Linked DNA regions of Sus scrofa: all the other regions are linked to region 1. Evidence: chromatin contacts called from public Hi-C and promoter capture Hi-C data. All regions are on one chromosome and are shown on one strand. The core of a region is the stretch at or near the end of the contact, and the rest is flanking DNA. Distances in the headings are between cores, read along the strand shown.

Region 1 (3,566 bases), core at 719-3,218:
GGACTCTGAGTCATTATTAATGCTGTGCTCTAAAACAGTAATGGAATTATTCCAAAGTAGTTTTGTATATTCTTAGACTACCCTATATGTAGATTCCTTAGTCTTTAGACTCTACGTAGATGACTTTTTAAGCCATACAGCAAAAAGAAAAGTTCACTCCAAAGGTGATTACTGCAGCAGCCAGAGGTTTCTTAATGACAGAGATGTACAAACTGGAATACATCCAATTTAGGTTTCGTCCTGAATTGATCATGATCACAGCCATTGTCCCACAGGGAGAGCTTGGTCAAACCTGCAGCATGCTGGGCCTGCTAACTGGGCTTCCCAAATGCTTGCTGGGAAGAGAAGTGTCCATCTGGCTGTAGAGGAGCCAGTCCAGCCAGGCTAACTTTCCCACAGATAAGAGTTCTTAGGCAAGAAAAAAAAACAATCTGGATACACCTCGAAACTAAACATATGAGGGACAATATCTTGTGGAGCTACTGTCAATTTCAATGTCTCTTTTTGTTGTTTGTTTTTTTAACCTTAAGCCCTCCTTTGATAAACGGGTAATTTTTGTATTCTTTATAATTGAAATTTCAAAGTAACTTTGTGGATAAAAGGTAACCAAAGGAGATGTAAATTTACACATGATTTTTGAATATTTCAGTGCTTCTATCCTCCAAAGTTTCGGAGATGCATTACCCTCCTGTAACAGAGGCTAGTGTGATGCTAGGTTAGCTGTTCTGCAAAGCTCTTCCTAGAGGGGCGCTGATACCTGGACCGCAGTGAAAACATTAACACTGTGCCTAGCCTAGGCCATCGTCCCATTTGCCTCATTTGCTTTCTAGACAGACTGGGCTGCTCCTTCATGGCAGCATCAATTTGTCCTTTGTTCTGTGGTGCTTCCTAGGGATTTAAATTCGCAGTAGCATAACGATTTACTTATGGCACATTTCATGTTCCTGCCCATGATTACGCTGGCAATCGGTTAAAGATGGGTCAGCAACTTGGCTGTGGGTTTTTTCCCCCTTTGGTTCGGTTTACCAGTCTTCCGTAATGATGCAGACAGAATTCGTTTCCAACCTGTGAACGTGACCACTGTTTTGGTTTGGGCTTATCATTACCAGTCAAAACTGAAGAACAGAACTACAGCAACGAACGCTGCAGATTTTGACTTTTATTTCCAGTTTGATACGTGTGCCTCGTCAGATCCACAACGACGCGTCTGCTTTTTAAAGGAGGTGTGTTTCTTCCTCGGCTTTCGCATCACTGGAGAGAATTGAGGAGGCAGGAGAGTTCGGACTGGAAAACGACTGGGAATTCTGGCTACCGAGGAAGGGATGAAGAGAATTAGCAAAATGATAGATCCCCACATGTTTTTCATAAGGCATAGTTTATATTTCTAACCAGGTGAACCTTGGGTCGAGCTCCAAAAGTTCTTACTTCTCTTTTTTTAGCGCAGATGGAGACGCTCTCCGAGAACCAAAGTGAGTCTTAGCGCACCCCATCCCCTTTGCCTTTAAAGGACCCCTCTCCTTCCCGCCACCCACAGCAGCTACTACAATTCCCGGCAAGCACTGTACAGCGCCGCAGGGGGACCAGGCCGCGCGGAGACTTGCCCCGCGCGGAGCGTGCTGGGAGTTGTAGTCAACGAGCCTTGCTGCGCCTTCTGCTGTTAGGCATTCCAACTTGGTAGGTAGTGATGCACTGCAGTAGCAGGTTCCTCGCTGTCGTAATCGCAGTTAAACGTGACCGAGGATTGCGCTCTGCTGCCCTGCGGTGCGCGCCGCATCGGTGCCCTGGAGCCGAGCTCCGCCCAGGTCCACACCCGCTCCCTTGACAGCCGGGCCGGGCGTCCAGCTTGGCCCGGCCAGTGGCGCGCAAGCGCAGCAGTCCGCGGCGCGCCAAGCCGGCGTGGAGGGCAGGCCCTGCGCGAGACGTTCCCGGCCGCAGGGGCGCGCACGTAAGCACGCAGGAGCGTCACGTGGGGCGCCGAGGATCGCAGTGCGCGCGGCCGCGGCGGCTGGTGTGGGGTTGAGTCAGTTGTGAGACCCGGAGCTGCGGACCGGCGGGCGGCCCTCCGAGCCGGCGACACAGCGGTGGGCGTCGGGTTCGGGAGCCGAGCGCTGGCCCCGCGTCGACCCGGGCCGAGCCGCGCCGCCGCCCCCCGCCCGCAGCCACCGACCGGCCGCCGCGGGCGCGCCCCCGCTCTCCGCTGTCTCTCCGATGGCGTCCGCCTCCGGGGCCATGGCGAAGCACGAGCAGATCCTGGTCCTCGACCCGCCCACAGACCTCAAATTCAAAGGTGGGCTGGCGGGCAGGCGGGCGGGCAGGGTGGCGGCCGCGCCCGGGGCCCCTTCCCCCTCCCCCGCCGCCACGGCCCCTCCCGCGCGGGTGCGCGCGCCCCCGCCCCCCGCCCGGCGAGGCCGCCGCCATCTTGCGGCCCGCGGGCGCCTCGGTGCGGCGGTGGCGCTGGGCCCGGCCGAGCTGGGTCGGGCGGGGCGGGGCGGGGCGCGGCGGGGCGGGGCGGGGCGCGGGCGGGCTGGAGGGGGCGGCTCTGAGCGGTTCCCCCGGGAAGCGAACCCCGCCTGCGGGACAGTGTATCTGGGACTTGAGTTCCCGCACCGAGGACTAGCGCAGGGATCATGCAGGTGTGGCCGTTCCAGGGCTTGAAAGAGCAGCCTTACTGCCCTGCAGGGTTGCGTCCTGGAGAACAGCCATTAGGTGGTTTTCCTTGGGAGACGTTTGGGGTAGTCAGGAATTCTAAAGTGTTGCGTTCTGGGGTTTTGACAGCCGTGTTGTGTAACTGCCTTATTTTGCAAGCTCTTCAGTGTCTTCAAATTTCTTTGAATGGAAATGTCAGGGAGCTGCTTGTTAGGTAAGGAATTGATCTTAAGACAACCCCACGAAGTATTTTGAGAGGAATAAAGTACATTTTATTGTGGCAAGTTTGTGTGTGCAGCCTGATTTTACATGGTTTTCGCTGATAAAGAAAACACACCTTTGGGGAATCATGAAATGACCCAACTCAAATAACTGTTAACTTAGGATGGAGGAGTTTAGTGTGTGGTATGTGTTCTTTCGAGAATTTAAGTATTTTGCTTTGATTTTTTGGCAGGCGGAGTTTACAGAGGAAGTTTCTTCTCCTGGATAACCTGTGTGTATTGCCGCTAGGAGCTTAGACGCCTTTAACATGAGTTTTAGTTCAGGAAATATTCCTAGAGTTTGACACTTTCACAGTTGTAATGTTTTCATAGTAAGAGACTATTAGTAACAGAGAAGTAAGTTAAAAAAACAATCGTAGACTCTACACAGTGACGTAAAATATATTTAACCTAGTTAAGATATTGAAGAATTATTGGCTATGATATAGAACAGGTTGTTCTTGTGTTATGGATGAAAGTAATTCACAAGGCCTTTTAAAGTTTGGACATCAATTGACTTTTTAAAAAAGTTTTTCATTGAGGAATTTATAGGGACACGTTGTTTAGTAAACACTATTAAAAGCTTGGTGACATGTCTATGTTTAAGATACTCAACAAGGAGTAATTTATTCCAGAGGTATCAGCTAAGCAAGGTGGAGA
Region 2 (3,566 bases), core at 513-3,012, 420 kb before region 1:
AGGGATTGAACCTGTGTCCTCATGGATACTAGCTGGGTTTGTTACTGCTGAGCCACAACGGGAACGCCTACAGTTTTTAATATTAATCATTTGAAAAATACATATACTACTTTAAGATGTTGATATATTAGGAATATCTTTCCATGTGCTCAAAACTACTCATTTTGATTCTAATAAATTATTTGCCTTTCCATTCTCCTCTCACAGTATAGTTTTTTAGAGGGTACATAATACACAATATTGCAACAGTCTGAATGAAAATCCAGTTGCCTTCTATTATTTGACATTAAATAAACTGACGTAAAACAATATCACTTTTGTCACTTTTTTTGTTTTGGGATATACATACTTATTTTTCATAAACTATGTATTCATATTACCATATAGCAGAGTCTATTATTTTTAAATGAAATAATGAATAAATATTTCTTAAATTTCTCAGTTTTAATTTCAAAACTCTGAGATGTGGCATACGTAAACAAAACCTCTTTGGAGCCCTGATTAATAAGCGAGTGTGAAGGGGTCTTGAGACTAAAAAATTTGAGAACATCTGATCCACCATATTATTTTTTAATAGCTGGTTTAGCCCATTGCATGGGGTATCATAATTCATTTAATCAGTAAGCAATACCAAGAATAAAACCCTTAAAGATAAATTTGTGTTCATTCAATTATTTCTTTCAGATAATTTTCAGGGATGATTTTTAAAATGTATATTTACTTCCTGTACAAAAACGGACTAACATCAATAATTCAATCCACCCCCTCAGCCAGTCAACTCTTGCCATTCTTTCTGTTTTCCTCCAATGAAGCAAGGGCGATGTAGGCACTTAAGATCCTACCAGCTTAAGACTTTAGTTCTAAGTCAGCATTTCCCAGAGGGAAGTACTTCTGGATATTTTAGCCCGGTGGGCTCCAACTGAATCTCTCTGGAAACTTTAAAAAGCAAATTTCCAGGGTTGTGGGGAAGAACAGAGGGCCATTCTCGACCACCTTTATCTACATGCGAACTGTCAGTCACGGTCACACATGCTCCAGCAGCCCTCTCCTGCCACCTGCCCAGGTGTCCCCTGGTCGGTGTCCTTCTGGGTCAGCACCCCCGCGCCCCTGCTCTCTTCCAGGGCTGAGCACAGGGCCAGGCGCCCACTACGTGAACTGCTGGACGAAAGCTCTACTCTAGGAGATCCTTATTCCGGAGGTCTGAGGCAGCTCCCAGAAGTCTGAGCTTTTAATAAATCCTGCCTCCGTGAAGGGGTTCAGGTGTCAGCTGTACTGGGTACCGACTGGGTGCCTCAGTCTGGCATCCCTATAACCCAGCCAAGACCAGCTCCTTCTCAGGGTTCCTGTGAGGACCCAGCTCTTATGACCAGGATAAAGTGAATCCGAAGAGGGCTAGACCGAAGGGTCTGCAGGAGCCGAGGCCGGCTGAAAGGCGCAAGAGATGCGGGCGTGGAAGGAGGCGGGAAAGCGCTCTTGGGCGCCGGGGAGCTGTGTCTGGGGCGGGGTGTGGCTGTCGTGGGAGTAACCGCGGACGGGGCTGGGGGTCGAGGGCGTGGCGAGGCATCTTGTCGGGGCGGGTGAGAGCGTGGCCAAAGTCGGGGGTGGGGCCACGGGGCCTTAGGGCGCGCGGGCGGGGAGGAGCGTGGCGGGACCGGCGGGGCGGGGCCGTGGAGGAGCTGGTGGGGGCGGAGCCTGTAGGGCCGGGGCGTGGCGGACCAGGCAGGGGCGGACCAGGCAGGGGCGGGCCAGGCCGCGCAGTCCGGAGCGCCGGGGGGAGTGAGAGACGCCTCCTGGCGGGAGCTGGCGGCAGAGGGAGGGAGGAGGTAGAGGGAAGCGGGCCCGGGCACAGGCGGGGCGGCGGCGGGCCGGTGTCTGCGTCTCTCAGCGCCGAGGCTCGCGGGCGCTGCGCGGAGGACGGCGTGGAGGCGCGGCCTGCCTGCCTCCACAGCCCGCGGCGACACGCCGGGGACTAGGGCCAGGCGGCCTCGCGGCGCCGCGGCGCACGGTGAGCGGGCGGGCGGGCGCAGGGCTCGGGGTTCGGAGGCCGCGCGGACCGCGGGGGCCGGGAGGAAAGGAAGGGCCCGCGCGGCCTGGGCCGCGTCCGCGGGGAACGGCGTGGGGCGGGCGTCCTCCTGTCAGCGCCGCTCGCGGATGCGGGGCCGGCGCTTTGTTCCCCCTTGAAGGCTGCGTTACCTGCTGCGCCCGCGCCGCGTTTCCTTGAATACCTGTTCCGGGGAACTTGGGGAGTGGGATGAAGACGACCTTGGGAGGGGAAAATAATCCCCTTTTAGTGGCCGTGGGAAGGGAACGGTTCTGGAAAATGCTGAAATGCCTTCCTCCGCAGACTGGACTTCGCTTGCGGCCCCCGGCCCCCCAGCGTTACGCGAAGCCAAGGGGGCGCCTAACGGTCCTGGGGCCGGGGGCTCCCCGCCTCGCGAAGCCGAGTCCTGGACAAAGCCCTGGGTTCTCCTCCCCTTCTCGTTGCCTTTGCCTGGCTGTGCTCCCTGATACTAGAATAAAGGTTTACAGTAACCATAAAGGCCCGCAAAAGCACCTTTATCCGTCCTACTTCAGTAATTTATTTAATTGATTCTATTTTGGGGGTGCGCTTTAAACCCCAAGAAGTTACAGCTTCTCCTTTAAAGTGTAATGACCACGTGGGTTGTTTATCCACTGTCAGAATTTATGCTGGTCTTTTTTTTTTTTTCTTTTTGGACTTTAATATGTTCTTCAATAACTAGAATTAAAAGAATATCTTCACATTTTAATAAATTAGTGTCCTTAATGCAGTTAAGTTTACTCTTCCTTCTTTTATTCACTACTCCCACTGAACTGCTTTACTCTGGCTTAATTAATAGGCAAAATGAGAGAGTAATAAAACACTGGAATAATTTGGATTTTAAAATTTTGTTTTAATTCTAAGAATTAAAATATTGTAAAATGTTTTAAAATTATAATACAGTATTAATAGTATTGTCTTTACTGGCTTAAAGTTGAATCATGGGCCTGAAATCAAAGCTGAATAGTAGCAGTTTGGTAAGAAACTAGTTATTTGCTTAACATGTACATATACACACACACATTCACTTTAACTTTCAGTCACCATTTCTGAGTAGTCTGAGGAATTTCAGAAGCCTGTATTTTTGAAGATGGTTAACAAGATATTACTGTATAAAATTGTAGCTTTTTTTGATTCTTTCATCTTTCATTGAGAATAATTTTTAAACAGTCACTTTTGCCTTTTAACAAACAATGGGTCTTGGTTTATTTGTTTTACCCTTGCCTTTGAATTAAAGGTTGTTTTTTTTTTTCTTTTTGTTTGTTTGTTCAGCTTCCTGGGAGTTACTGAGTGTCTCTGAAGAAACATGAAGTCACTCTCTGTTGTTATGCTTACCCTGGTCATCCTGGTATTCCTGACATGGGTCCCTGTGTCCCTGAGTTGTAACAAAGCACTCTGTGCTAGTGATGTGAGCAAATGCCTTATACAGGTAGGACTAAAACTACTTTTTTACTACTATTAAAGTATATCAGAGTTCTCTCTGTGGCTCAGCGATAAGGAACCTGAC
Region 3 (3,566 bases), core at 745-3,244, 340 kb before region 1:
TTTTCAGAATTTTGAGTCACAGAAAATCTCCCAATACAAACTGGTTTAAATAATACAGGAACTTTTGTTGTTGTTGTTGTTGCTTTTTAGGGCTGGAATGGAAGCTCCCAGGCTAGGGAGTGAATCAGAGCTGCAGGTGCCAGTCTACTCCACAGCCACAGATGCTGTGATGCAGGCTGCATCTTTGACCTATACTACAGCTCATGGCAATGCTGGATCCTTAACCCACTGAGCAAAGCCAGGGATCGTACCCATATTCTCACAGATGCTAACTGGATTCTTAACTGCTGAGCCACAACGGGAACTCCAACACAGGAAATTTATGGCTCACAATTCTAACGTCTATAGGATCATCTACAGGACAGGTCAAACAGGTGAGATGGGATAGTGCAGCTCTAATGTGCAGCAACACAAGGGTCTCCCAGCGCACGTTTGACAGTACTGACTTCATCATCAGGCTGTACTGGTGCCTCTCCAATAAACCCTATCCCTCCAGGCTTTCCTCTTTAGGAGCAAAACAGCTGCCACAGTTGCAGACCGCATAAACTTTCACCATACCAGAAGAGCAAGAATGCTGCAGTTTACTAGAAGCTCCAACCCAAGTCTCAGTGGATCTCGTCGGCTCTGACTGAGTTAGGTGACCATCTCTGAAAGCCTCCACCACCAAAAGGAAGAATTATGCTGTGTGGCTTAAATGGGAGGAATAAATTGCAGGAGGCAACCAACAAATATGTTCCATAACCACACAAATTAGCCCTAAATAATAATAAATAAATAGCTGCATTGGCTCTCTCGGCTAGGTTCACATACTCAAAGCACTTTAGAAAGAGGTATGCTAGCCATGCCCTCTGAAACTGAAACACAGTCTCCATGCGGTCAGCTGTTTGTTTCCTCCCTCCTCCACTAGCACTCCAAGTCTCCTTTTGGCTTCATTCATTGCTGCTGCACAAAGGCCTCTTTTTGTTGTGAAGAAGGTGGCGGTCAGCTGTTGCTACAGTAAGATGCAATCTTCCCTCCCTTTTTTGTGTTCATATAACAATTTCCAGCAAGGGGTCAATAATGCCCAACTTGGATCAGTCCTATCCCTTGGCCCAGTCGGTGCTGCCAAAGGCAGAGTATTCTAACTGGCTTGGTTAACGTGCCGATCGATCCCAGTGGTGAGGACACTGTGCTGTTGCCAGTGAGGCAATAAGAAAATTTTAAAGCTGTCAAAACAATGGCAAGCACAGACCAACTTGGTATTTTATTTTTATTTTTATTTTTCCTTTTTCAGATAAAAGTTTTCATGGGTCCTGGAGATTCATGTATCTCCAGACTTAAACAGAAGCTTTTATTTTATTTATTTATTTATTTTTGTCTTTTTGCTATTTCTTGGGCCGCTCCTGCTGGCATATGGAGATTCCCAGGCTAGGGGTCCAATCAGAGCTGTAGCCACCGGCCTACACCAGAGCCACAGGAACCGGAATCCCAGCCGCGTCTGCAGCTCAGCAGCTCACGGCAACGTCGGATCGTTAACCCACTGAGCAAGGGCAGGGACCGAACCCGCAACCTTATGGTTCCTAGTCGGATTTGTTAACCACTGCGCCACGACGGGAACTCCCAACTTGGTATTTTAATTGTGGGCTCTTCTTGAAGGTCAGACAAGGTGGCTGCACTTTATTGAGAAGGAAATGTAAAGTACGAGGGAGACCTACTGTTAGCCTTGAGTAAAGAGCAAGGCAAGATGGATTAGAGAGGTCAATCTAAACATGGAATGAAGTTCAGAGGAGCATCGCAGGTGGGAATGTGAGGATCGGGAAGCGCCATCTATTCCGGTTTTATCATTCCTCTAATAAACCGCCACACTTTATGAAACAGTAACAGTTAAAGGCCCCTGGTTTCCAGCCATGCATTAGCACAATTCTTCCAGCTTTTGTGAAGGCGTTCTGGAGGAAGTACGGTTATTTTGGTCTTCTTCTAGATTCAATGCTTTTGGTTGGCAAGCTAACCGTGCGATGGGCAGTTCTAATTAAGGAGCTCCTCGGGAAACGCCGAGCCAGAGAAGGCGGTGGGAACTGGGACCCCGTTGCACCGCAAGACCCGAGGGTTTGCCTTCTGGACACTAATTTCAGGGATGCCGAGGTCAGTCCCGGCACGGAGTCTACACAAGTTTCTCCGCGGAGGCCACGGCGCTCCCTGTGCCGCAACCCGCAGCCAAAGTCCCCACGGAAGCCGAAGCCTCTGCGCCCAATCGGGGCGGGGGGAGGCCCCACCCAAGAGCGGGCCGAGCCGGCCTCCGGGCCGGTTTAACTGGTTACGGCTGAAACCCGCCGGCGGGAAGGTCTGAGCTTCCGCAGCTAAGAAACACGTTGCCCTCCTCCAGTCCGCGGCCAGCACCGCCCCAGCGATCCTCGCAGACCTCGCTTGGGCAAGGTGCGCGTCGCCCGCCACCACCAGGAACTGCGCAGGCGCCAGCGGACTCGAGCCCGGCGCGTCCTCTCGCGCGCTCCCAGCTCTCCCCAGCGGGCGCCGGGACCGGGCAGGCGTGGTGCTTCCTGGGTGTTGTAGTGCGCTTCCTGGCGGAGGACTGCCTACAGCCTCGGCTATGGGTTTCCGTGGACTACCGCTCCCAGCGTGCTCCACGCTGGGGGCATAGGGCGCCGGCCCTCGACGGCTCCGGCCTTCAGCGCCGAGCTGGGGACCCGGGAAGCCGGCTGCGGCGGGGAAGGAGTGCGCGTGCGCGCTGGCCCGGCTCGTCCGGTTCTGTCCCAATCATTGTAAACAGGCGGAGGCTGGGGCGGGGTGGGAATGGGGTGCCAGAGGCCGGCCCAGGGCTTAGCGAAGGAGGTGGTTGCGGCGGCGGCGGCGGCGGCGTGAGAGTCGGGAAGCGGCGGCTGCGGCAGGGCAGGCGCTCACCCGGCGCGGGCGCAGGTCAGTGGCGAACGGTGGGTGGGCGGGGGTCGCGGCGTATGTCAGCCTGGAGCGGGGCCAGGCTCCTGGCCGGCGCGGCGGGGGCGGGGGCGTGGCTGCCCTAGCGGGCTGGACCCGGCGGGTTCCTCCGCGTTTCGCCCCCACTGCCGGTCTCTCCCGCTCTTCAGCTGGCCTATCGGGACTCCGCGGTGTGTCCGGGCTCTTGGGTCTAGGGGAGGAGGGTGGGTTTGGGGCTCTGCCTCAGGCAGCCACTGAGCGCGGGGATGGAGCTTGGGGACTCGGCCCTTTACGTAACCGCAGCGGAACTGTGACCGGCCTCTAGTGCTGCCAGGTGGGCGGGGAGGGGCTCGCGGTCTTCCACCGCCAGCGCGGGAGCGGCAGAGCTCCGGGGCTTCCGCGGGACCGATCCGAGGGGAAAATTCTTTTCACAACCTTGTCTATTAGGTTTGTGCTTAAAGGCTTTATTGAGGTCAGCATACCCCCCACCCCCCACGCTTGGTCGTTGTGAGAGTGAAACAGGTTTTACAAAATTCCCGCACCTCTGCTTTACCTGAAGTCATTATGCTGCTTCAGGTTCTGGGATTCATGACCCAGAGCCTTCCTCTTGAGCAAGCAACATGTCTCGGGCCTGGTGGAGTTCTGGAAGGTGATTAAAA
Region 4 (3,566 bases), core at 532-3,031, 280 kb after region 1:
TGCTTCTTCCCAGGAGCTCCCACTGTGGCTCAGTGGTAATGAACCCGACTAGTATCCATGAGGATGTGGGTTCAATCCCTGGCCTCACTCAGTGGGTTAAGGATTTGGCATTGCCATGAGCTGTGGTGTAGGTTGCATACATGCTTTGGATCCTCCGTTGCTGTGGCTGTGGTATAGGCCGGCAGCTGCAGCTCCAATGTGACCCCCAGCCTGGGAACTTCCACATGCTTTGGGTGTGGCTCTACAAAGCAAACAAAACCCCTAAATGCTTCCGTGTTGATGCTCAAATAAAACTAGGTTTAACATTTGTGCCCCCTCACAGATCACACATTCCATGACAGCAGGCATTATGTCCCAGTGGGATTCAGAACGCACTACCCCAAAGTACGGCTCCTTGGCATACTGAAGGGGTTCAGCTGGGGGAACCTGAGAAAGAGCAGGTGCAGGCAGGTTTGATTCCTCCCTTCTCCCATGAGACCCTGTAAGGGAGGAAAAAGTTCTCCTCAACCCTCTTAGGCCCCTGGCTGGGTCTGAACATGAAAGTGACAGACAGATTAATAGGAGGAAAGACTACAGATTCACTGAACAGAAGTTTTAGGTGATGTGGGAGCCTTAATAAAGAAATTATGACTGAAGGACCAGTTAGACTGTGGATTTTCTGCTGGGTTCCATGTGCCAAGGTGCCGTATTTGGGGACAGCGTTTCCCGAACCCCATATACCCTATGTGAGAGATGAGCTACCTGTACCTGGAGGACAGGAACACTCTGAAGACAGAGGTGCTGAAGGTGGTGAGAACAAAGGCCTTGCTAGTTTCCACAGGTCACTGTGCTGGGCTCCTGCCCTTGTCCCATCGTGTTTTCCCAGGACTTTCCAGCCTTTAGCACAGCAAGCATAAAAACACAGGAGTAACCACTTTTGCGGGTCTTCATTTCCTTATAAAGGCTCTCGTGTCGCACAAAACCTCTGTTAAATAAATGTGTGCTTTTCCCCCTGTTCCTCCATCTTGCCCAGTCTAGTTTACAGAGTCACACCTAGAGGGCCCAAGATGGTCCAGGAAGAGATTTCGCCCTTGGATGACTGGTCCAGTGAAATGCAGTTCAGGAACTTAGCTGCACCAGGGCCTCCTTGACATGTATGAGCACAGATTCCAGGGACGGGTCACGTTAGCATGTTGCTGCTTTGTTTTTCTCCAACCACTTTCAATTGCTCAGAGCAGTTCCAGTCCGTAGAGAACAGGGGCTTTTCCATACAAGGAGAAAGGAAGAGGGCCAGGGAGGCTGATGCACACGCAGAAGAGTAGTTACAATGATGGAACATGGAGCTTATAATGGGTAAACAGGGAGGTGTGAACAGGAGCAGAGGCCAGGAAGAGGTGGGAGTTCTGCTGAAGGTGAAAAATTATCAGAGCTAGAAGACAGCAAGAAATAAAGTGTCTGCTTGAAAGTGATGCGTCGGGGGCACAGTCACTAGTAATTAGTTACCCATGACTGGTAAGGTCGAGGGTGTGATCCTGGGGATGAGAGTATGAGCTAGTTGGGTGGAGACCAAGGAGCTGCAATGCTATCGCAGAATCACCTTGCAGGTGTTGAAACCCCACGAAATGTGAGTCGGACACGGAGTTACTGTTATTTCTGCCAGACCCTTGCTGGCGAACCTCGCTCCCGAACGTCACGGAGTGCTCACTTCTGAGCATCTGTCAGGGGTTACCTGACGGTGACCGACAGGCGGTAGGGGCGCACATGTAGTAAAAAATAAACGAGTCTATGCGGTCACGGATCGCAGTGCCAATGCGCTTTCAAGGGAGCGGGAAGCGAGATCCACGAGGGCCGGACTCGGTCTCTCGTTCTCCCTGGCGACCTGCCGGCACTAGGACAGTGTCTGACGCATAGTAGGTGTTCGACAAACCGGTGCTTGACGAACGAATGAATGAGAGAACCTCCCTCACTACCCACCACTGCTGCGCATGGAGACAAGCTAGCGGCCAGCTCGGGCGCTCTGCGCCTGCGCGGCGTTTCCTGCGCGGCTCCCGGGCCGCTTCGCCGCACTTGGTTTGAGCCCTGCAGGCCCCGGTGGAGCGGCAGCGGCGCCGTCCCGGCCTCCTCCTCGGCGTTCCCACGCCCACTCGGCGGGCTCTCGGCCTCCACGTCAGGGCCGCACCGCGGAGATGGCGGCGCAGAAGATAAACGAGGGACTGGAGCACCTCGCCAAAGCAGAGAAATAGTGAGTGAGAGGCCCAGCGCGGCCCAGGCCGGACGCCGGGGCCGGGCCCCTCCGAGAGCTGTCCGAGTTAGCATCGCGCGGGGGGCGCAGGGGCGGGCGAGCGGGGCTTGGGGGGGTGGGCGCTGGCCCGGAAGCGCTACCGTCGACCCGGAAGTTGTCGCGGCTCGGGTGATGGGGGCAGTGGGGGCTCTTTGGTACCCCGGAGCCCGGCAGTCTGGGGGCTCCCCCCACCTAGGCCGGTAGCCCCTCTTTTTCCTCAGTTAAGGTGTCCCCTGGTCCCTTGGAAGCTGGCAGAGTCGTAAGCAGGTCGTCACTAACTGAAGTTTAGAATTAAAGATGATGTTCATTGGGCAATTTGTAAGCACACCTAAGCTTGACAGTCACTAAACTGTAAGCCTGAAATTATTCTGAAATTAAAGTATTGCAGAAAGGGCAGGTTAGATAAGGATTCAATCGGATTGTACTTTGGTGTGGCGTTTGAGATGCCAAGTAATCCTGGAATCCTGGAAAGCAGCTTCTGTCTTCCAGTCGTCCTCGTCTTTCAGGTGGTCCTTCCTGTCCCCTGGTGGCTCATTGGAGTCTTTCTTGCTGACTCCCTCTGTCTCCCTGAGTGTCTTTTCTGTAGTCTTTCTGGCCTTTCTCTGCAGTCTTCCTGGCTTTTCTCTGCAGTCTTCCTAGAGAAACTTATGGGGCCCTTGGTGTGGCATCTGCTGATGACTCCTCGGTCATTCTCTGGCCTCTCCTGTGCTGCAGTCTCACAGGTCCCACTGCTTACTTATGTGCTTCAGCCCTTCTCAAGCTTTAATACTTCTCAGGGCTTTTTACACCCTGGATTGCCGCCGCTATTCCAGAGTGTCTGGTTCGGTAGAGCTGGGGCTCGCTCAGTGACTTACACTTTCTTGTACGCTGCCAGGTGGTGCTGCTCCTGCTAGTCTGGGGACCGTGCAGGAAGACCCTCCACTCTACTTGGACAGACATTTCAAAAGGGGGACAACTGTGTCTGTGACAATGGGAGGGGAAGGTAGTGAGGTTGTATGTGATTATCAGTAAGTTTCAATGGAGCTGAGTGAGATGGTGACTTTGTAGGGATGGTCCCCTCCCCCCCTTTTTAATGAGCCCATCAGAGCCTTTACAAGCAAGGTTCTTAGGAATGTGATTGGCCCATGGTCCCCTGCCCCCTTTAATGACCTATAAGGTGCTTACAAGCAGGGTTCTTACTTATGAACGAACATGGTTGGTAACTTGTGTTAATTGTGTCTTCTTTTCCTTTTAGCCTGAAAACTGGTTTTTTAAAATGGAAGCCAGATTATGACAGTGCTGCTTCTGAATATGGAAAAGCAGGTAT

The links. Promoter capture Hi-C pulls out the DNA fragments that hold promoters and counts their contacts. Hi-C and Micro-C count contacts between places; a contact is called where the count stands out from the background.
Region 2: a contact with region 1 is called in a promoter capture Hi-C map of fetal liver, with 3 times the contacts expected there. The contact joins the promoter of TWSG1 here to the promoter of VAPA in region 1. A contact is called at or near these places in 2 of 5 promoter capture datasets (fetal liver and liver), 1 of 47 Hi-C or Micro-C datasets (embryonic fibroblasts) and 1 of 2 datasets of contacts at active chromatin or transcription factors (skeletal muscle).
Region 3: a contact with region 1 is called in a Hi-C map of liver, with 4 times the contacts expected there. The contact joins the promoter of RALBP1 here to the promoter of VAPA in region 1. A contact is called at or near these places in 1 of 5 promoter capture datasets (liver), 4 of 47 Hi-C or Micro-C datasets (embryonic fibroblasts, heart right ventricle and liver) and 2 of 2 datasets of contacts at active chromatin or transcription factors (alveolar macrophages and skeletal muscle).
Region 4: a promoter capture Hi-C map of liver shows a contact between it and region 1, with 5 times the contacts expected there. The contact joins the promoter of NAPG here to the promoter of VAPA in region 1. A contact is called at or near these places in 2 of 5 promoter capture datasets (fetal skeletal muscle and liver), 5 of 47 Hi-C or Micro-C datasets (liver and skeletal muscle) and 2 of 2 datasets of contacts at active chromatin or transcription factors (alveolar macrophages and skeletal muscle).

What each region holds. Positions count from the first base shown.
Region 1 is chr6:98,252,674-98,256,239 of Sscrofa11.1, reverse strand. It overlaps VAPA (vesicle-associated membrane protein-associated protein A), which reads left to right and starts at 1,968. Exons shown (of 7, transcript XM_021096053.1): 1 at 1,968-2,287. The coding sequence starts at 2,209.
Region 2 is chr6:98,676,518-98,680,083 of Sscrofa11.1, reverse strand. It overlaps TWSG1 (twisted gastrulation protein homolog 1), which reads left to right and starts at 1,762. Exons shown (of 5, transcript XM_003127831.4): 1 at 1,762-2,005; 2 at 3,332-3,488. The coding sequence starts at 3,366.
Region 3 is chr6:98,597,373-98,600,938 of Sscrofa11.1, reverse strand. RALBP1 (ralA-binding protein 1) reads left to right here and starts at 1,994. Exons shown (of 11, transcript XM_003127830.6): 1 at 1,994-2,910.
Region 4 is chr6:97,973,189-97,976,754 of Sscrofa11.1, reverse strand. NAPG (gamma-soluble NSF attachment protein) reads left to right here and starts at 1,781. Exons shown (of 12, transcript XM_021096051.1): 1 at 1,781-2,221; 2 at 3,495-3,562. The coding sequence starts at 2,166. LOC106508392 (a long non-coding RNA gene) reads right to left here and starts at 1,988. Exons shown (of 3, transcript XR_002344996.1): 1 at 748-1,988.